Linked DNA regions of Mus musculus: all the other regions are linked to region 4. The links are chromatin contacts, called in public Hi-C, HiChIP or PLAC-seq and promoter capture Hi-C maps. All regions are on one chromosome and are shown on one strand. The core of a region is the stretch at or near the end of the contact, and the rest is flanking DNA. Distances in the headings are between cores, read along the strand shown.

Region 1 (2,804 bases), core at 42-2,541, 760 kb after region 4:
TGGATGAGGGTCTAGATGTGAGGACAGATGTCTCAGAGAAGGCGCCTCACCTGCTTCGGACCTGGGCAGGCTCCACATCAAAGTAGGGTCTGAGGATGTCAATGTTGGCATACAAGCTGAAGGCCCTGGAAGCCTGTCTCTTCCCTGCCTGCCACATCTGAAGGGAAATGGGTATGATGAGACTCTTGGCTCTAGATTGTTATTCAGTCTCGGCGAGATTTACGTGTGGGTCTAAGTGGAAAACCTCGATCAATTTAGGACATGCATAGGTCCTTTTTTTTTTCCCCATTGGCTTACCTGATCTGCTACCTGCCGGCTCAGTTGTCCTTTAAAGCCTTTCATGCCAAGAAACTCCCCATCCTCTTCTTCTGCAGCAGCTGCATCAGCATCTACTTCTTCCTCCCGCAGGCGCTGGTGCAGCTCACCCATGTCCTCGAAGCTGGAGCCTGAGGTATCGTCCATGTTCTCCATATCAATCACAGCCGAACCCCCACCCTGTGAAGACAACGGCTCGGAGAGTGAGGGGCCCTTCCATTGCATCCTCCCCGTTCTCCGCTCAGCTGACAACTTGAGGCTTTGATCTTCCACTGCCGAGGACATGGCTTGGAACTGCCACTCTTTCAGTGGTGGCAACTCTTGGTCGCGTCACTTTTGTGGTCCTGGAAACCCTACTATTTATTTTCAATCCACGTTGTTTTCCTACTTTCCACCTCAAAGCTCCAAAGAGTTGCAAAAGAGCCCATCTGCCATTCCCAATTCTCAAACAAGCCTATTTTTAGGGGGTGCCAGTGGATCCTAGCCTCCAGCCCCCACAGAGAGCCGAGGCCCGCGGGAGCCCTAGTTTGTCCCTTTCACGCCAGCACAAGAGCTACACCCTTCCCCGGGAAGACTCAAAGGGGACAGGCTGCGTTTCAGCGGAGCCGACCTCTAGGCCCCGCGAGAGAGAACAGCAGCCACCGTCCGGACGCCGCCAGCCCGGGGCTGCTGGCAGCAGGCGCGCTCCATACCTGGATGTTTTCTTCGAAGCCTCCCCATTCCGGGCCAGCACCATTTCGGACGCCGCTGGCCGGCGCCGCCGGAGTCGCCATGTCCCTCGAGGCTTCCCGTCGCTGGAGCACGCGCGCGTGGGAAGAGCGTGCGACCCGGGTCCGAGGGAGGGAGAGGTTCAGAGGGGCGACCGCCCGGGCAAGGTGGGGATCCGCCGGGACGCCGAAGGGAGAAACCCGGATGTTTGGCCCCACTTGACGTCCGGAAGTGAAGGACGTGGACAGAGGCGGGGCAAGATCTCGCGACATTCAAGATTGCGGGAGCCCGAGCGTTGCTGCGGAGACGCAGGCGCGGACTCGCCTCCTTTTACAGCGAGTGGCGGAAGATGGCGGCGGCTCAGGCGGTGGAGGAGATGCGGACTCGCGTGGTTCTCGGAGAGTTTGGGGTTCGCAATGTAAGAGATCGGGGCGCGGGAAGGATGAGGGCGGCACGGGGAAGTAGAGGCCTGGTGTGAAGGCTGGCCACACTGCCCTTTCTGTTGGCTCTAGGTCCACACCACGGACTTTCCCGGTAACTACGCCGGTTATGATGATGCCTGGGACCAGAACCGCTTCGAGAAGGTGGGTAGAGCTGAAGGTGCCCAGTCGGCCCGAGGGGCCAGACCTCGCAGGTTGGGGTGGGGGTCGCTGTTTCCATACAACACGCTTGAGCTCCATGGACGGGTCAGACACGGTGGTTGCTCTCGGTGGGATAATGGACCACACAGACAAGTTATTCCAGAATAGTAAGATAGCGGTGAAGATGGCTGGGATATGGTCAGGAATCATTGATGCACTGAATCCAGCTAACTGAAGGGACGTAGTTAAAGGTCAGTGAAGGGAATGGCATTTGAATTAAGCTTTGAACTATGAATAAAAGTTGAGTAGTGAAGGCCTGATTGGAGCTTCATTATATATGATTTTTTTAAAATTCACTTTGAAACTGTTTCTGTTTAGCCCTGGCACTCTCTCTATAGTCCAGGCTGGACTTGAACTCAGCCATCTACCTGCTTCTGTCTCTGCCTCCCATGCACTGGGATTAAAGGCATGAGCCACCACGCCCAATTTAGAATTTTTGAGTAGACTGATAACATTTTGCAATCTTGATAGCCAGGAGGGAATGAATTCTGGTGAATCTGCCAGCTAGTGTATGCAGGCTGAAATTGGGGGCATAGATGAACTCCAGACAGTACTAACGGAGTAAGGCAGGGAGAACTAGACGATTTGCACCAGTGCTCTGGGGAGGCAGTGTGTGAGAGAAAGGACTTTGTAACTTGAGGACCCTAAAACTTTCTTGATATGCGTGTTTGCCTGCATGTGTATTTGTGCACCACTGTGTGTTAGTGATCCCTGCAGTGTGAGGAGAATGTTAGGTCCCACCAGGTGCTGGGAACCAAACCCAGTTCTTCTGCAAGGGCAGTTAAGTGCTCTTAATAGCTGAGCCATTTCTCCAGTGGCACTGGGGAACTGTTGCTGGCTGTGTCGTTTGCCAAGCAGGAGAACAAGAATGAGGGTACACTCAGGTGCCTGCTTGTGAAGTCTATGTGCTTGCTTGAGCCAGGAGCATGGTGGAGGTCAGCCAGGGGATTAGAACCTAGGAGACAGGAACGTTTACTGTGTGGGTGGAAGGGGAAATTTAGAAAGAAGAGCAGATAAGGAAATTGGTGTTCAAAATCCAAGGGAATGTAGTTGAGAAAAGTAGGTATTAAAAAATAACGACAACAGACATGCAAGTATCAAACGGTCTAAGTAGTGTGGGAAGTTCTGCTTTTTGTATAG
Region 2 (2,745 bases), core at 222-2,721, 650 kb before region 4:
TTAAGAGTACTTGCTTTTTTTCCAGAGGACCTGAGTTTGATACCCAAGTCCCACATGGAAGATGGCTCACAAATGCCTGAAATCTCAGTTCAGGGGATTTCATGCCTTCTTCTGGCTTCCTCAAATGCCAGACACATAAACACAATTAAGGGGAAAAAAAGGCAGAGTAGTGGTGGTGTAATCTCAGCACTTGGGAGGCAGAGGCAGGAGAATCTCTGTGAGTTCAAGGCCAGCCTGATCTACAGAGCAAGTTCCAGGACAGCCAGGGCTGTATGAGACCCTATCTAAAAAAGACAGGGAGGGGAAAAATAACAGCAGAAATGGGGAGATGATCCTGGAAGAGGAAAGGTAATGGCTGCTCCTGGGTAAGGACTGCATTCTCTGCTTGACTTGCTATGGGCACTTCACAGACAGGGAATGGACAGATGGATGGATGGATGAGTCGATGAGAGGATAACAAAGCCCCACTTAGCATGCAAGGGAGGCTCTAGTCAACTGAGAAGAGTGCTCATGCCATTACCATCACCATTACAAGAGTCTGGAAGGCATATTCGTCATGAAAGACACTTGCTCACAATTTTGGTTTGCTGCTTCCTGGATAGAAAATGGGAAGCACTGAATGCAAATACAACTGTTGTTTAAGAACCAGAGCATGATTTACTTGCTGGCCTTAGGACAGACAGCCAACTCAGCTCTGGACTGTGTCAGGCCATGAGTTCCTCCAGCATCGCCTTCATGAAGAAGGTGGTTGGCTGGAGGGTGAGCTCAGCACAGGAAGGTTTCCTAGGCAGCTGCGGACTCAAAGCAGTTCTGTCTACAGAATGTTCACTATGACCCTCTGCTGATGGAGATGTTGTCAGATGATTCCCACAGACCCCACAAAGTCTGTTCCTTTTGTTAAAGTTTTAGATTGTATTTTATGTATATAAGTATCTTTGTCTGCATGTATGCATGTGCATGCATGTGCATGCATGCCTGTGGAAGCCAGAAGAGGGTGTTAAGAAACCCTGGGACTGAGTTACAGACGTGTGCGCTATCATGTGGGCGTTGAGAATCAAACCTGGGTCCTCTGGAAGAACAACAACTGAGCCATCTCTCCAGCTCCCCTGCTTTTTGTAGTCACATCTTTCAGATATTTCTTGAAACACTTTTTATGAACCAGGGGATACCGAAGAGAACTAAATGTGACCCACATAACGCATATGTCATGATATACAATATTTTGCCTGCCAGTCTTTTTAACATTAACCTCTCCGAATTTTCATGAATTTCTATTTCACAAGGTTATAATTATTTTATCCACACTTATTGTAGCATATGGTAAAACAAAACAATGTTCAGCCTTGGGTTTGTTTGTTTCTTTCTTTCTTTTTTTTTAAAGAATGAGAGGGCAAACTAAGGAAGAGTGCAGGAAATAAAGGAAGCCTTGGGCAACACCACATCTGAGTGGGTAAAAGGGACTGGCCACGAGCAAGCAGAGAGGGAGGGCCTGGAGGAAGCTGAGCAGGCATTTTGGCTCTTAGAGAACACTAAAAGTCTTCACAAGATAGCATTCGAGACCAGGAAACAAGGCATGTTGGCTGGTAAACATGAACTCTGTCCTATTTAAAACTAATTGAAATGCCCCATTCCCTAGCCTTCCTTCCCCTTTCTGTGCACAGCTGTACCACACTTCCATCAGCTCAGGACTGAGGGCTCTGCCTCAATCACCCAAACATCCTCTTCCAGTAAAACCTGCTTCCAAGACCAATGGATCAGGACCAGCACTAAGTTCAGGGCGCATGCTTACTACCCTCTGCACTGAGCTGGCTGCCTATAGGTATACAGTCTACTGAATACGGGTACTTCCAATTCATAAACACATCTTTTCTCAGAAGGAAGGCGAATGATTTGGAGGCAACTGTCATTTCCTCTGTCTCCAATGCCATGCAAATTGCCTTAAATATGAAAGGCGGCCACGTGTGGATGCATGCATATAATCCTAGCACTTGGGAGACAGAGAATCGCCAACCTGTTCTACATAGGAAAGACTCTGCCTTGAAACAAAGAAAATTTTTGTTTAAAAAGGAACAGGGGGAGTGCCATTAGCAAAGTAGAGTGGGCAGCTAGAGATCCTAGAGAAAGTGGGGACTATGCCCAACCCACCCCCCACTGAATTTCCAGGAACAACAGAATGCCTAGTCAGTATTCAAAGTATATCCTAAAAGAAAGAGTGAGTTCCAGGACAGCCAGGGCTATACAGAAAAACCCTGTTTCAAAAAAAAAAAAAAAAAAAAGAAAGAAAGAAAGAGAGAGAGAGAAAAAAGAAAACCAAAAAGAATGCTCAAATAGGGTAGGAATCTGCATAGCAAGTCTCATGCCCATCCATGTCCCCACCCTAACCCAACAGAGAGCAGAAGACCAGAGGAAGCCCTTTCCCTCACACGGAGTCTCCGCCTCTGGACAGAGAGTGGACTGCACCCCTAACATGTGGGGGGAAATTGCTGGAGGACCGGAAAGAACAGTGCTGGACGATGTCAGGACAGTGAGGGATCATAAAAAAAAAAAAAAAAAAAAAAAAATCAAGGAAGCCAAAGAGTTTTTTAAAACTTTGTATGTGCCCATGTGCACAAGTAACATCAGGTATATTCCTCTATTGTTCATACATCTTATTTTTGAGTCAAGGTGTCTCAGTAAGCCTGGAGTTTATTGGTTGGCTATGCTGGCTGGCCATCGGGTTCTGGGGACCATGTCTCTTGCCTAATG
Region 3 (2,852 bases), core at 189-2,688, 620 kb before region 4:
ATTAAATATAATCACTTCAGAATGAAAAATCACTAAAGCACACTACCAATAAAGAATAAGTTTAAATTTGTCCCCAAATTCTCATCTTCCCTTTAATTTCCAAAATGGTCTTATAGTGCCAGAGAGATGGCTTATTGGGTAAAAGAGCTTGCTGCCAAGCCTGACTATCTGAGTTCAATCCTCGGTACATAAATGATGCGAAGAAAGAGCCAACTTCCACAAGTTGTCCTCTGACTTCCATAACTGCTCCACATACATACAAATAAATGTAATTATTTTCATTAAAAATGTGCCTTACAAATCAAAGGGTTCTAAAGAATATTAATATGCCCTTCCTATTCACAATCATACAATACAACAGGCAGAGGGACTGCAATCTTATCTTACAGAAGTTTTTTCATAAAAGGTACTCATAAAGCCATTATGCAATCTAAAAGATGAGTTCACAGCTCTAAAACTCTCCTCAGCTCTGCAGTCAACCTTTCTCCATCACTGTCTGAAGATCTGGGGAGAAATTACCCCATGAAAAATGTTCCACACAAAGCTGCAAGCAGCATACGAACTCAACGCCCTTAGAGCAGTGACTTCAGACTCCTGCTCAGTAAACTTCCCTGGTTAGTTATTTCTCTTTCTCTCTCTCTCTCTCTCTCTCTCTCTCTCTCTCTCTCTCTCTCTCTCTCTCCATATTCTTCAGTTGCTGAAAACAATTAGGCAGAAATCTGTCTGATTAATAAAAACCAAATGAACCATGTCTTTCTCTCCCCAACGGTGTACTCTTCAATGAGATGCCCTGGCCCTGGCCAGCGTCGTTAGCTCTAAAACAGCTCCTCCACCCACCCCAACTACCACATCCCACAGGCACATTGTAAATAAACACAATTCATTTACCCTTTAGCACAACATTAGTGAAACCAAGAGGTTTTCAGCACCCAAGGCTGCCAATTTTTCTATCCCACAAGAACAAAATCAAGTAAAAATGGGTCTCATCTTTTCAAAGTGGACATGAAAGTGGATTTTCAGGCGAAAGATGGAAACTGGATCCAAGACTCCTTGAAGAGAGAAAAAGGTTTCTGGAATTTCCTACTATTAGGGACAAAAGGACTCACAAATTCAATACACATTTCTCTTAACAAAGAACTCCTATGCTGCACCCCCATCTGGTCCCCCACTTCTCAGTCTTTTCCCCCTGTTTCTAGGTCCCCTTTCACTCACCATGGTTCCTTATCTTCTGCACCAAAGGCTCTCTACTTCAGATCCTTCACTACAGCGTTTGTGCCCTGCCCCTTCCAGACCTTCTGGGGCACTTCAGGGCAAAACATTCGTTTCCCACTCCTGTGCAGCCCACCCCAGTTCTATACCCACCAGGACTTCCCTAGCTTGCCTTAATCTCCTTTCTCTTTCCCCACTCCCCATTCCATCCTTTAATTCCCAGGGCCCATCTCCTCGGGTTGCCTTTCGGCCAATCTTTTGACTCCACTATCTTTACCTTGCTGAACCTCCTCGACAAGCAATTCTCCAGTTTCCCAGCTCACCATCATTCCTTCCACCCCGCTTCTAGCGTCCTTTCAGCGTTGTTTCTTTTTCTCCCAGAACTGTCCTATTAACGCCCAGCTCTCAGCTCGCTTCCCGTTAGCCCTTCCACTAACGTCCGATTCTTGATTCCACCTGGTTGTGATCCAGGTCTCCTGTCTCCCTCACTTTACAGAATTTACACCCCTCACCAGCTACTGACCCACACCTTGTCGATCCCACCCCAGCGGCTCCCAGCCCTTCAGCTCATCCCCAGCTCTGCACTAGTTCACACCCTTGTCACGTCTGGCTCTTAATCACTCTCCTCCACTCCCAACTACTACCCCGGCTCTGCTCCTTCCTTGTCTTCCACTTGCAACTCTTCTGGCCCTGGCCCAACACCTCCCACCTGCCAAGCCTTGCCTCTTCCAGACCCCTGCTCCTAGCCCTGACCCCGGATCCCTCTTCCCAGCCCCGGGCTTCCTAACCTCATCCCGGGGCCAGCCTGGGTTTCTTTCTCACTCCACTCTCCGGCTTCTAACCCTTTCTCTCCTAATCCTCTTCATCTCCTACTCAGCAAACCCTTCCGTCCCCGCCCCAGCCTGCCTTCCCCTCTCTCCCTTCAAACCTTTCACCTCACAACCCAGACGTCGCCCACCCCGCCAAAACGCAGCGTCCGCGCGCCGGGACTCGCGCCTTCGCTGTCGCCGCCCGCCGTCCCCGCCCCGGGCGCCCGGGGCCCGCCGGCGTCGCGGTCCCGCCCCCTGCCGCCGCTCCTCCCGCCCGCTAGGCGCACGCCGCCTTTGTCGCCCCTCACCGGGTGTGTGAGGGGATTTTTTTTTTTTTCCCTTTCCTTTAAAAGGGGAGGGCCGGCATGCCCGGGCCGCGTGTCCCCGCCTCCGAATATCTGCGCGAACTCCCAGCCACTGCGGCCCCTCACGCCCCCCGGGCCGCCCCCTCGGCCGCTCCGCCGGCCCTCCGCCCCCTTCCCAGCTCCCTCCCCTCTCTATTTACCGCCATCATCAGCACGCGCGAGCTGTCACCCGGGCGCAAGACGAGCAGGCGGACCACGCCCCTTATCGCCCATTGGCCCGCCTGTCAGAGCCCCGCCCCCAGGTCCCGCAATGCGCCAACGGCGCACCTTCCCGGCCGCGACCTGGGGCCCCGCGCCCTTTACGCAGGTTTGTGCCGTGGGCACCAAGTTTCGGGTCAGCGGCTGTGGCGGGCCGGTGTGAGAGGCTAAGACGCGGCGCGGCGCGGCGCGAGTCACCGGCAAAGTTTGGTTGAGGTACGGAAGAAGGTTTCTAGACAAAGAGGCTCTTAAAGGTACAGAGTCTACTGTC
Region 4 (2,700 bases), core at 74-2,573:
AGAGGTGTCTTACAGTTTCTACAACTTGCAAGAGAGACTGGAGTCAAGATAATGATGGACCAGCGATGGACTAGGACCACACCTTGACCAGGGCTGCCCTTTCTTTAAAACTAAACCTCATGTCAGGACTCTGAAAGGTAGTGAACTTGAGGGTGGGCAGATGGTCACTGGACCTTTTTGTCCCTCTCCCCAATGTGGCTATATCGAATAAGTCTCCTTTCTCTGTCTCTTCATTATTGCTTATCTCTTTAATTGTTATATTGAGGATATATGCTTGAGCCTAGCTTGTTAGAGCCGCAGGTTCCAAGGTCTAACCCTAACAACTCCAGTACAAGATACCAGCCTCTTCCTACAGGGCAATTAGGGTTTGTCTGGTCATCTGTGAGAGCCTAATCTTCTCCACGAAGATAATTTAAAAGATATTCAAATACATGTCACAAATTACAGTCAGTGTATATAAGCCTCCAATCGGTCTGCTTTTAGATCTGCTTCTGTCAGTATAGTCTTAAAGCAATGCAGCTAAAAAAAAAAAAATATCCAGTATTTCTTCTGTTGCTTTGTGGCCTGCCATTGAACCTTAAAGTCTTTTTTTTTTTTTTTTTTTTTTTTTTTTCCTTGACCTTTTGAGAAACTGCAAAAAACAATGGCAGTCGCAGCTCTAGCCCTGGCTCTCCCTCCGCGCAGCCGCAGGAGTAGGCAGGCTGGACGCGGAAGTAAGCGCGTGCTTCCAGGGTTGTCTGACTCTGAGAGTTGGTCTTTAAGTTGATTCGTTGGACGCCTTTTCTGATGCAACAAGACTTAAGGAAAGAAAAGGATATATATCAATCAATGGTCATAAATTAAATGTCTTGCAATTGTACCTTAAAACTTTTCAAAATCTCGGTACTAAATACACCTCGGTGACTAGTGCCAGGATGACAAGGCATTAGAACCTCCGGGATAGAACGCGCGATTCATTCATTCTTTTGACAATTGAGGGTTTATCAGATACCAGACTTTTGACAGACAGCTGTGTGTCTATCGCGCCAGGAATGATTATTCTTGGTGCTGGGGAGATAAAAAAAAAATGACAAGAATAAATAGGACTAAGAGACTAAGACGAGATCTCAAACGTTATTTCGTTCTTCTGGTGTCAAGCCCCTCTCACGGATTCTAAATTGTCTTTTTCCAGGCTTCCGCCAGGGGATGGACTACAACTCCCATGATACTCGTGTGCCGCTCCTTATTAGAGGCTTCGCTTCTCTCCCTGGCCGCTCAGGGGACGACTACAGTACCCAGAATGCCCTGCTCCCTCGCTTGGGTGTTTTTGCCCCTCTCTTGGCGTTGAACGCGGTAGTGGCTGTCCGGAGTGCCAGGCCTGGGGTTCTCGGTGTCCTTCCCCCGGTCACGGGCGAGGAGGCGACTTGACTTCTGGGCGCCGAGCCCGGGCGCGCGCGCAAGCGGCTGCCGTCCCCGCTGCAGGTTCGCGTCCCGCTTTGCTCCTCGCGCATCTCGGCTCGGCGGCAGCCCGGACGGCCCGGGACTGACGGCCCCAGGACAGGGGTGACCGTCGCGGCTGCGGGAGCAGAGGCGAAGCTGAGGCCCGGGGAGAGGCGACAGCGGCGAGAGCACCCGGGGAGAGGAGGAGGAGAGAAGATGGCGTCGGAGATGGAGCCCGAGGTGCAGGCCATCGACCGCAGTTTGCTGGAATGTTCTGCCGAAGAGATCGCAGGGGTGAGTGCGGGAGCCCGGGAGGGCTACGTCCGGCCCTCGTAGGCCGCGCCCCGGGGGAGGAACAGAGTCCTGGGAATCCCGGAGCCCGCCACTGACTTCGGCTAACAGCGGCGCTGGCCATGTCCCGTGGGGAAAAGGACCCAGGAGGCCATCGAGCCTGCTCCGCGCCTTCGGTGCTCAGATCCTCCTTATACGCGGCGACTCTTACTACAGAGCTTTCATTATCCCTAATTAGCTTCACTCTCCATTAAGTCTACAACACTTGGGTTTTTGCCCTATATGCTGGCTGTTGGAAGATGGGAGCGAGCGGCTTCCTAACGTTGTCGTATAAGCGCCCTACTTTACCTTCTGATGCCATTTCTTAGGATAAGCGGAGCAGTGTCTGCGCCGAAGGATTCTATCCTCTCCCAGCTCCAACTTTGTTGCTGGGGGGCGGGGAGGGGAGTTTACCCAGGCTGCAGGCAGCACAGTCCAACATTACCCCCTCGGTGCTTTTTTAAAAAGTTGTTTTGCACTTGTTTATTTCGTTAGATGGTAACCTTGGTGCCTGTGTGTAATGTAGTGGTGCCTCGACACGTTTGCTAAGCATGGAGGCTGGCAGATTTAAAAAAAAAAATACATAATTTTTCTAGGAGTTGGGAAAAGTTGGACGGAGAACAAACGTTATATAACTTTGAAAAAGCAGCTTTGGTGAACAGATGCAAGCTCATTAATGATAGCGTTGATCACAGCCTATCAGGAACCCTTAGGCCCTAAACTTAAGCCATTCAGACACAGTAAAGACTTAAAATGTAGTATCAACAAGCGCCGATACAAGTAGCAAAGTTACAAAGACAACAACTTTCAACAAACTCAGCGTCATCTTTTGCCAGTGAGGGCAGGGGACACCTATCAGAACAGATTGTCCACGGTGACTGTAAATAGCTCAGACAATTGGGAGCCTAGTCTCAGAGGCCTCCAGTTGAAAAAGCTCCCAGGAAATGAGTG
Region 5 (2,881 bases), core at 329-2,828, 980 kb after region 4:
GCAATAGGAAGATTGTTGAGTTCTCTTTCTCAGAAGTCCAGCAGATCTGGGTGAGGGCTGGGACTGGTTGGTCCCTCTCTTCCCACAGGTATCGGAGCCCCCTCTTGTTCCCAGGGGAGCCTAGGAGCAGCTGGGCCAAAGCCCAACCAGGAATTTTTCCAGGCTGGTTCCTATATCCAAGGGTGGGTTAGAGGTGGGGGTTTTGGAGAGCTCTTAAGGAAGACACTGAGGACATGGAGAAGGGGACTTAGTAGAAAGAGAGGGGACAGAGCCACACGGGCTAAGTGTGCAAGCATAGAGAAATAGCCAAGGGTTTTAGGGAGAATGGGAGGACAGAGTACACCCCTGAATTCTGTTTAGAAGATGAACCGTAAGCCTAGGCTAGAACTGAGGGAGCCTCTACTCCCACCCTTCCGAGGGTTGGCGGCAGCGCTGGGCAGCTGGCCTACCTACCTTTCTGAATGCTAGGGTAGGTTTGAATCACCATGCCGGCCTGGCCCGCTTCTGCCCCCATTGGCACCCTGGCTTCAGTTCCCTGGCAACATCTCTGTGTGTGTGTGTGTGTGTGTGTGAGAGAGAGAGATCAGGAGGAACAAGGGCCTCTGTCTGCCCAGCTGTCTCTCCTTCAGGGCTCTGCCAGACTACACAGTGCATACGTGGGTTTCCACAGGTCGTCTCACTCCCCGCCACTGACTAACTCCAGAACTCCACTTCCCGTTCTCAGTGCCACAAATTTGGTGCCAAATTCTCTCCAGAGAAGCCTCTCTGGAAACTTCCCAGAGGATCCCATTCACCCCAGGGCCCTAGCTCCTGATGACTGCAGATCAGACAAGGGCTCAGATAAGCATACTCCCCCCCCCCCGTAACCCCCTCCCCACATATAAACCTAGAGTTATGCTTCCGAGGTCAAACACGCAACTTTTTGGGTGTGTGTGTATGTCAGAAACACGCAATTATTTGGGAGCTCAAAGTCTGCCGCACTCAAGAATCAACTCTCACCCCCTTTCCAAGACCCGTGCCATTTGAGCAAGAGTTGGGGTGTGCATAATGTAGTCACTAGGGGGCGCTCGGCCATCACGGGGAGATCGTGAACTTGGGCGAGCCGAGTCTGCGTGAGGGAGGACGCGTGTGTCAATGTGAGTGCGTGCATGCATGTGTGTGTGTGTGTAGTGTGTTTGTGAGGTGGGGGAGAAAGCCAGGGGTCACTCTAGTTGTCCCTATCCTCATACGTCCCTGCCAGCTCTCCGCCTTCCAACCCCTACTTTCTCCTATATTCCTGGGAAAGGGAATTGTTCTTAGACCCTGTCCGCATATAACCTCACTCTCCTGTCTCCCCTGATTCCCAATACTCTGGGATTCCCAGTGTGTTCCTGAGCCCAGTTTGAAGGGGTGCACAGATAATTTTGAGGCCGTGGACCCTGGTAAGGGGTTTAGCTTTCCATTTCGCGGTAGTGGCCTAGGGGCTCCCCGAAAGGCGGTGCCTGGCTCCACCAGACCGCTCCCCGGGGCGGGTCTGGGCGGGGCTTGGGGGTGGAGCTAGATTTCCTCTTTTTCTTCCACCGCTGTTACCGGTGAGAAGCGCAGAGGCTTGGGGCAGCCGAGCTGCAGCGAGGCCGCGGCACTGGGGGCGAGCTGAGCGGCGGCAGCGGAGCTCTGTCGCGAGACGCAGCGACAAGGCAGACTATTCAGCGGACTCACCAGCCCGGGAGTCTGTGCTCTGGGATTTGATATTCAAACCTCTTAATTTTTTTTTCTTAAACTGTATTGTTTTACGCTTTAATTTATTTTTGCTTCCTATTCCCCTCTTAAATCGTGCCAACGGTTTGAGGAGGTTGGTTCTTCACTCCCTCAAATCACTTCGGATTGTGGAAATCAGCAGACGAAAGAGGTATCAAGAGCTCCAGAGAGAAGTCAAGGAAGAGAGAGAGAGACCGGTCAGAGAGAGCGCGCTGGCGAGCGAACAGAGAGAGGGACAGGGGCAAAGTGACTGACCTGCTTTTGGGGGTGACCGCCAGAGCGCGGCGTGAGCCCTCCCCCTTGGGATCTTGCATCGGACCAGTCGCGCTGACGGACAGACAGACAGACACCGCCCCCAGCCCCAGCGCCCACCTCCTCGCCGGCGGGCTGCCGACGGTGGACGCGGCGGCGAGCCGCGAGGAACCGAAGCCCGCGCCCGGAGGCGGGGTGGAGGGGGTCGGGGCTCGCGGGATTGCACGGAAACTTTTCGTCCAACTTCTGGGCTCTTCTCGCTCCGTAGTAGCCGTGGTCTGCGCCGCAGGAGACAAACCGATCGGAGCTGGGAGAAGTGCTAGCTCGGGCCTGGAGAAGCCGGGGCCCGAGAAGAGAGGGGAGGAAGAGAAGGAAGAGGAGAGGGGGCCGCAGTGGGCGCTCGGCTCTCAGGAGCCGAGCTCATGGACGGGTGAGGCGGCCGTGTGCGCAGACAGTGCTCCAGCCGCGCGCGCGCCCCAGGCCCCGGCCCGGGCCTCGGTTCCAGAAGGGAGAGGAGCCCGCCAAGGCGCGCAAGAGAGCGGGCTGCCTCGCAGTCCGAGCCGGAGAGGGAGCGCGAGCCGCGCCGGCCCCGGACGGGCCTCCGAAACCATGAACTTTCTGCTCTCTTGGGTGCACTGGACCCTGGCTTTACTGCTGTACCTCCACCATGCCAAGGTAAGCGGTCGTGCCCGTCTGCTGTCGCCGGGCCGTGGCGAGCGCCTCTCCCGCTTGGGGACGTGCGTGCGTGCGAGCGCGCGCGTGGGGGGCTTCGTGCCCCACGCGGGTCCTTGGGCACCGGGCGCGAGGCGTCCCCCTCTGTCGTCGTACGTGGAGGGGGAGGGGGTGCGCGCTAGGTGGGAGGGCGCCAGGATCGTCTCGCCGCCCACGCGGG
Region 6 (2,852 bases), core at 167-2,666, 850 kb after region 4:
TGTGGTGCTAAGACCACAACATTAGCTTGTAAGAAATGCCAAACAATCAGGCCCGTCTCTCACCCACTGAATCAGAATTCTATGAGCAGGAACAGCAACCTGAATCACTCTGGTGCACACTTAAAAGTCATAATCACCCATTGAAGCTCTTCCCACCTTGGGTTCTCCCATCTTTGTTTTTCAAAACAAGGTTTCTTTGTGGAGCCATGGCTATCCTGTAACTTGCTCTGTAGACCAGGCTGGCCTTGAACTCAGAGATCCCCCTGCCTCTGACTCCCAAGTGATGGGATTTTTTTTTTTTTTACATTATTTTTATTTTACGTGCATTGGTGTTCTGTCTGCATGTATGTGTGTGAGGGCATCAGACTTCCTGGAACTGGAGTTGCAGACCGTTGTGAGCAGCTATGTGGGTGCTGGGAACTGAACTGGGGGTCCTTTGGAAGAACAGACAGTGCTCTTAATCGCTGAGCCATCTCTCCAGAGTGATGGGACTTAAAGGCGAGCCCACTAGCTCCCGACTGGGTTCTCCTATTTTAAGAGGAAGGAAAGTAGTCTTCTCTGCCTTGAGGACTCCCAGAGCGGGTTCGTGCGGACTCTTCTCTGTGTCCACAGCCCCACAGGACAAGGAAAGGGCAGAGGGCTACGTCTAACTGTTCTCTGGTTTAATGTGTGTGGGTACTGAAGAATAGGGAAGGAACACATTGCTCTTGTCCCGGCTACTCCCCTTCTCCCTGTGGATTAAGTTTAGAAAAACGTTGGTTACTCTGCCTGCCCTCTTTTCCCAGTACAGTGTTCCTTCCCCACTCCCAGAGTAAGTAGGGGTTCAGACATCCTCTGCTCTTCTCAAGAGGAAAGGATCCCCGGTTCCCACTAATCCAAAGGTTATGGAGGTGAAAGGGGCAGTCCCTTCCCGAGGTCCTGACACTGAAAAGGATCGTCCAGTCTTGACGATCCCGCTTTGTAGGGGTCTTGGAACAGGAGGAGGGGTTCTCTTCCCCGGTCCTTCCTCCCTTGGGTCTTGACACCGGAAAGGGGGATTGATTTTCTCTCTCCCGCCTCCTTGGAGTCTCGGGGACCGGAAGAGTAGTTCCCCATGGCTCCGCCACTTTTCAGGTGCTCACCTCTGGGGGCAGGTACGGAGGGTTGTTGGCTTTACCTCCTCTGTTCCTTCCGTTCTTCTTCTTCCCCTTTGGGCCCCCGCAACTGCTGCTACCGCCGGCCCCCCGAGCTTTGAGGTTTCCACCCATGGCCGGGCCTCCTCCGGGCCGGCAGCAGCCGCCGAACAGCTCCGATACCCGCGAGTCCATCCGCCGCTGCCACCAGCCCCCCGCCCGACCCCTCCCCCCCGCCACTGCCGCCGCCCCTACTGCCACCGCCGAGTCGGGCCAGCCGGAGGAGAGCGGGGTGTGGCCCACTGTAGGCCACGCCCCTGCCTTCCCTGTCCTCCTAGTCGCGTCAGAAAAAGCCGCAGGGCATCAAGGGATACTGAGTCCGCAGCTATGAGATTTAGTGCTAAAGAATGCGAGTTCGAACTACAATTCCCAAGAGGCATCGCTATGCGAGAGTCACAGGTGGCTTCGGGGGCGAGGGCAGCAAGCGCGCCTTGAGCGCAAAGACTAAGGGGAGTTGTAGTCGGCACCCAGTTTCCCGTACTGCCAGCGGCTTCTCTTCTAGGGGCAGTAGGAAGGCTTTGTGGCCTGAGATTAGGGACAGTAACCGGAGGTGAAGGGCTTATATCAGAATTGAACTGGGTTTGACCTTTCGGCGCTGACCCCAGACAACAAGTTAAAAATCGGGGAGGTTGGATCTGACAGCCTGCTGGCTCCACCTCTGCCTCAGTTTCTTTCCTGACGGCTGGAGTGCTGTCGAGTGAGTCAGGGCAAAAGCTAGGGCGGAGGCAGATGGTAGTTATAGCATAATTAGAGCTGTTATTGTGACGATGATTATGCCACCCTTGCAATATAGTCACTGTTTTATTACTTGGGTGGCACAATCCGGGGGTTGGTTTTAGCAGCCCCAGGCACCGCAGTGGCCAGACACGTGTCCAGGACCCATAAAGCAGCCAGCTGCCTAAGGTTTGGAGGGTGCCTACTGCAAGTATCTCTCCTCCCCTTTGTTTTGAAGTTTAGCCAATCCCGGAAAACAGAATTTGGTTTAAAACTTGTCCGGAGGAGGGGCCTGGCCCCTACTTGGGGCGGAGCTGGGGTTCCAGTTACGTCAACCACCAGGGGGCGGGGAAAGTAGCCAGGAATAGAACTTGTCCTAGGACGCCAGGGGATTGCTGATTTGTCTTTCTAGCCAAGCTGTCTCTCCTGTCCTTCAGAACTCTCAGAGCGACATAAACCAGTATACGGGGCACCAAAGGCTCAGAATGGAGAAGCAGAATTGCTGGGCACAGAGTCAGGACGCCAGGGTTCAAATTCCAGCGCCGTGGCTATCTCATGACTCACAGTACGTCCATTCCCCTCTCTTCACAAACAACCAGGTGTTCACACATAGCCAAGAAATAGAACAGAGTTTGAAAGTTCTCCACGGTACGGTAGGAGCACTTACCTCTGGTGTACTCTGAAGGAGTTCAGACCTGGTTGAGTCCATAACTTCTGCACAGTTCCACATCGAAGGAGACGAGTCTATTGAGCATGCAGTCGCTGTCCACATTGGATAGTTTCCACACCAGCTATATACCAAAAGAACCAAAAGTTGAAAAGCCTTGCAGATCAGCCATTTACCTGGGTCTTCAGTAAAGGAAAGTAGGTGTCTTTTCTGTATGCTATCCTGTATGCTTAAGACCAGGATTGCCAGGAAAAAAAAGTTTTTAGAGATGGAGACTAGAGAATTCAGTGAGACATCTC
Region 7 (2,700 bases), core at 140-2,639, 710 kb after region 4:
AGTCCCTAAACTCTCAAGCTTCAGATGACTCTATGGCATCTTGAGGGACAGAAGCCCTTGAGAGAATAAAGAGTTGGTTATTCAAGCTCTTAAAGTAAGAAGCAAAAAGAGATACGGGGAGAGGAGAGGAGGGGAGGGGAGGGGACTGGTCATCCTGTTATGTATAAACAAACAAACACACACACACACACACACAATAGGGTCTTAAGCGCCTAGATACTGTTGCGGGTTTTTGACATGCTCTCGGTGTAAAGGACCAAAAAGTGGGGAGGAAAGGATTTGAGGCACGTGTGCCGCTTAAGTACCTGCAGGAGCCGTCAGGAGCGCAGCAGCCGTGGGCCAGGTCACAGTGGGAGCTGCAGTCATCCGCTGAAAGAGATTGGTGTAGTGGGTGTGAGTCTGGGTCCGAGTCTGACTTCCCAGGCGCGGGACTTGGCAGAGGTTTCAGTAGTCAGATGGACTCATGGGCACGGACGAGCGTCCCATTCCAAAGAGAGCACTTATAGATCTCTCCCTATGGAACGGAGCGGTTGCAGTGCCGTCTCTAGCCAGCAGAGGTCAACGTGCCAGCGAGGACGGCTGAGGAGAGCCGGGACCCAATCCCTGGGGCAGGCTCACCTCTGGCAGGCTGGCTGGTTGCCCCCAGGATGCACAGCAGGCACACGAGATTTAGGCAGCGGCAGCCGCTGGGCATGGTCAGTTCCGGCCTCAGGAGGGACGGACGGATGAACGGCCAGACGTGTAGACACCTGTGGGATGGCACGGGCTGGGAAGCGGCTTGACGCGGAGATAGCGGCACTGATACTGGTTCCAAGTGACAGGAGCAGGAGAAGGAGAGGGACTCCCCGGGTGGGGAGTGGAAGGGCGGGCGAGAGAAAGGGTTGAGCAGGCGAAGGGACTGGAGGCAGGAACCCACTAGCCAGGTCTGCGGGAAAGAGGCCAAAGGATGGGCAGCAGCGAGCGTGGCCACCGCGCGGGAACAGCCAGAGCTGCGATCGCGATCCAGGTGGAGGGGTCAATAGAGATGGGGACAAGCGCGGAAAGGCGAGCGCGACGGGACGTGGGGGCTGGGGCGTGGGGAGGAGCGGCTCCCAGTTCCTAGATGCAAGAGATCTCCTCCCGGGTCCTCCGACATCCACCCACCTAGGCCTGGCTCTCACAGCCCCCCAACCCCGCTCGCTCCGCCTCGCTTCGGCCTGAGGTCCCCACCGAGGGACCGCGTCCTCCTAGCTTCTCACCTCCGGCTGGGAGGCGACGCGTCCCCGGGGCGCAGAGTCAAACCGGATCCGACGGACTGGGCCGGGGGGCGGGAGGGGGGCCGCCCCTAGCTGGCCGCGGGGCTCGGCACCGAAGTAGCTGCCATGCCAGCCGAGCACTCGGGAATCTGGGGCTGCAGGCGACCCCGAGCGGCGGCAGCGGCTCCTCGCGCGCGCTCGGCCCCCTGCCAGGGGCGGCGTGTGCCGGCGGAGCCCGCCTCTCCCCTCCCGCCGCCGCGGCCCGCCCCGCACCGACTGCGCCCCGCGCCCACCCCCGCTGCGCACGGCCACACCTCGCGCTGCCACTCGGCCCTGGCACCCCCCAGCGCTCTTCGCCCCTCCCTTCGCGGCCCCCAGCCCCCTTGCTTCGCTTTCTTCCTCCGAAATTAGAAAATCAAAGGAGCTGAACTGGGCATACACCGTAAAGCGCGGGCCGAAGGTGCGCGCCCTGCTGTCTTCCCATTTTCTTGCCCACCCCACCTCAACCGCTCGCCCCACTCTGCCCCTCACCCACGCCCGACTCTGCACGCCCCTGTCTACCGCGCATCGTGATTTTCATTAGCCTTTCCCGGCTCTCCTGTTTTAGCCCGAGCACACTGAAGCCATGCTTGCTGCCACCTTCCTCCTGTCACCAGCCCACGCCTCCCCGGCTTGCAGAGCCTTCGTCACTGGCTTCGTAGGTCAGCGCCTGCTCTCTGTGGGCTTCTTTCTTTCTTCGCTACCTCTTTCAGGATGGACCATATCTACATAAATACCATCCCAGCGTACCCGCTGTTCTTTCCTCCCATCTGCTCCCAGTTTTCACAGCCCGTTCCTTTCCAAGCCCACCTTTGGGTAGCCTGCCTAGATCATACACTGCCTATTGGTGTTGCCCCACAAGTTCCTGCCACTGAACATCCCCACATCCGTTCACAGCTCCACATCTCGGAATGAGAGTTTTGTATTGAGAGAGGGTGGGGAGAATTGCCCTTGTAGGTCTCTTTACCCCTCAGAGCCAATGAGTCAAAAAAACCCAAAGAAGATAAAGACCCCAATATGTGTATTTGTTGGTGTTTGGTGTTTGGTTGGGTAACTGTGCAGAGGGGAAGGCTGCCCACAGTCTCTAGGTCTTCCTATGGAACTTCCTATCTTTAAGTTGGAAGGTGACTTCCTTAACTGCACAGACTGGCTTCTTGCTGCAGAGACTCGAGGGACAGGGCAGTGCCCACCGCCTACACCTGACAACACCCACGCCCAATCTCAGCTCAATAGCTGACTTCCTCTTGCCCCCCCCAGGGGGGGCACTCTCTGGGTTTGAGTCACCGAGTGGGCTTCTAGCGTTCATTTCTTTTGTTCTAAGTTGGGTTGTTGTTTTCTTTTAGCAAAAATTGCAAACCCAGAGCATCAACAATTCGTGTAGAAAATGTAAGGCTGGTATGCTAGCACAACATGACTAGTAAGTCAC

The links. Promoter capture Hi-C pulls out the DNA fragments that hold promoters and counts their contacts. A called contact is a pair of places that touch in the nucleus more often than the background predicts. HiChIP or PLAC-seq counts read pairs in DNA pulled down with a chosen protein or histone mark.
Region 1: a Hi-C map of CD8 T cells shows a contact between it and region 4, with 4 times the contacts expected there. The contact joins the promoter of Polr1c here to the promoter of Ubr2 in region 4. A contact is called at or near these places in 3 of 39 promoter capture datasets (hippocampal neurons, liver and pre-B cells), 1 of 484 Hi-C or Micro-C datasets (CD8 T cells), 2 of 115 datasets of contacts at active chromatin or transcription factors (astrocytes and memory CD8 T cells) and 2 of 9 other capture datasets (liver and pancreatic islet).
Region 2: a contact with region 4 is called in an H3K27ac HiChIP or PLAC-seq map of microglia, with 4 times the contacts expected there. The contact joins the enhancer-like site here to the promoter of Ubr2 in region 4. A contact is called at or near these places in 3 of 39 promoter capture datasets (the 3T3-L1 cell line, cranial neural crest and maxillary cranial neural crest), 3 of 115 datasets of contacts at active chromatin or transcription factors (the NIH/3T3 cell line, large pre-B cells and microglia) and 1 of 9 other capture datasets (adipose tissue).
Region 3: a contact with region 4 is called in an H3K27ac HiChIP or PLAC-seq map of microglia, with 5 times the contacts expected there. The contact joins the promoter of Usp49 here to the promoter of Ubr2 in region 4. A contact is called at or near these places in 9 of 39 promoter capture datasets (the 3T3-L1 cell line, cranial neural crest, embryonic stem cells and 5 more) and 3 of 115 datasets of contacts at active chromatin or transcription factors (the NIH/3T3 cell line, embryonic forebrain and microglia).
Region 5: a contact with region 4 is called in a FOXA1 HiChIP or PLAC-seq map of pancreatic cancer cells. The contact joins the promoter of Vegfa here to the promoter of Ubr2 in region 4. A contact is called at or near these places in 1 of 39 promoter capture datasets (pre-B cells) and 1 of 115 datasets of contacts at active chromatin or transcription factors (pancreatic cancer cells).
Region 6: a promoter capture Hi-C map of liver shows a contact between it and region 4, with 3 times the contacts expected there. The contact joins the promoter of Gtpbp2 here to the promoter of Ubr2 in region 4. A contact is called at or near these places in 4 of 39 promoter capture datasets (hippocampal neurons, liver, neutrophils and 1 more) and 2 of 115 datasets of contacts at active chromatin or transcription factors (bone marrow-derived macrophages and pancreatic cancer cells).
Region 7: a contact with region 4 is called in a FOXA1 HiChIP or PLAC-seq map of pancreatic cancer cells. The contact joins the promoter of Dlk2 here to the promoter of Ubr2 in region 4. A contact is called at or near these places in 1 of 39 promoter capture datasets (liver) and 2 of 115 datasets of contacts at active chromatin or transcription factors (astrocytes and pancreatic cancer cells).

The regions. Positions count from the first base shown.
Region 1 is chr17:46,246,532-46,249,335 of GRCm38.p6, reverse strand. Polr1c (polymerase (RNA) I polypeptide C) reads left to right here and starts at 1,291. Exons shown (of 9, transcript NM_009085.2): 1 at 1,291-1,441; 2 at 1,536-1,607. The coding sequence starts at 1,373. Yipf3 (Yip1 domain family, member 3) reads right to left here and starts at 1,256. Exons shown (of 9, transcript NM_145353.2): 1 at 1,008-1,256; 2 at 298-495; 3 at 51-157. The coding sequence starts at 1,088.
Region 2 is chr17:47,657,802-47,660,546 of GRCm38.p6, reverse strand. The region is part of intron 3 of Gm20517 (predicted gene 20517); the gene reads right to left. The region is part of intron 2 of Usp49 (ubiquitin specific peptidase 49); the gene reads right to left. Among named protein-coding and RNA genes, the nearest start is that of Tomm6os, 28 kb to the left of the region's middle. Within about 2 kb of position 1,471, at least 12 of the 459 cell types and tissues checked have an H3K27ac peak or open chromatin away from gene starts, as enhancers often do. A contact at or near this core is called in adipose tissue and microglia, where this site is marked.
Region 3 is chr17:47,629,276-47,632,127 of GRCm38.p6, reverse strand. It overlaps Usp49 (ubiquitin specific peptidase 49), which reads right to left and starts at 1,438. Exons shown (of 7, transcript NM_198421.2): 1 at 1,213-1,438. All of the region lies in intron 3 of Gm20517 (predicted gene 20517), which reads right to left.
Region 4 is chr17:47,009,155-47,011,854 of GRCm38.p6, reverse strand. It overlaps Ubr2 (ubiquitin protein ligase E3 component n-recognin 2), which reads left to right and starts at 1,323. Exons shown (of 47, transcript NM_146078.3): 1 at 1,323-1,713. The coding sequence starts at 1,636.
Region 5 is chr17:46,031,074-46,033,954 of GRCm38.p6, reverse strand. Vegfa (vascular endothelial growth factor A) reads left to right here and starts at 1,578. Exons shown (of 7, transcript NM_009505.4): 1 at 1,578-2,664. The coding sequence starts at 2,065.
Region 6 is chr17:46,159,596-46,162,447 of GRCm38.p6, reverse strand. Gtpbp2 (GTP binding protein 2) reads right to left here and starts at 1,416. Exons shown (of 12, transcript NM_019581.3): 1 at 1,122-1,416. The coding sequence starts at 1,307.
Region 7 is chr17:46,296,617-46,299,316 of GRCm38.p6, reverse strand. It overlaps Dlk2 (delta like non-canonical Notch ligand 2), which reads right to left and starts at 1,389. Exons shown (of 6, transcript NM_001286013.1): 1 at 1,239-1,389; 2 at 619-749; 3 at 306-369. The coding sequence starts at 694. Gm41588 (a long non-coding RNA gene) reads right to left here and starts at 299. Exons shown (of 2, transcript XR_876844.1): 1 at 1-299.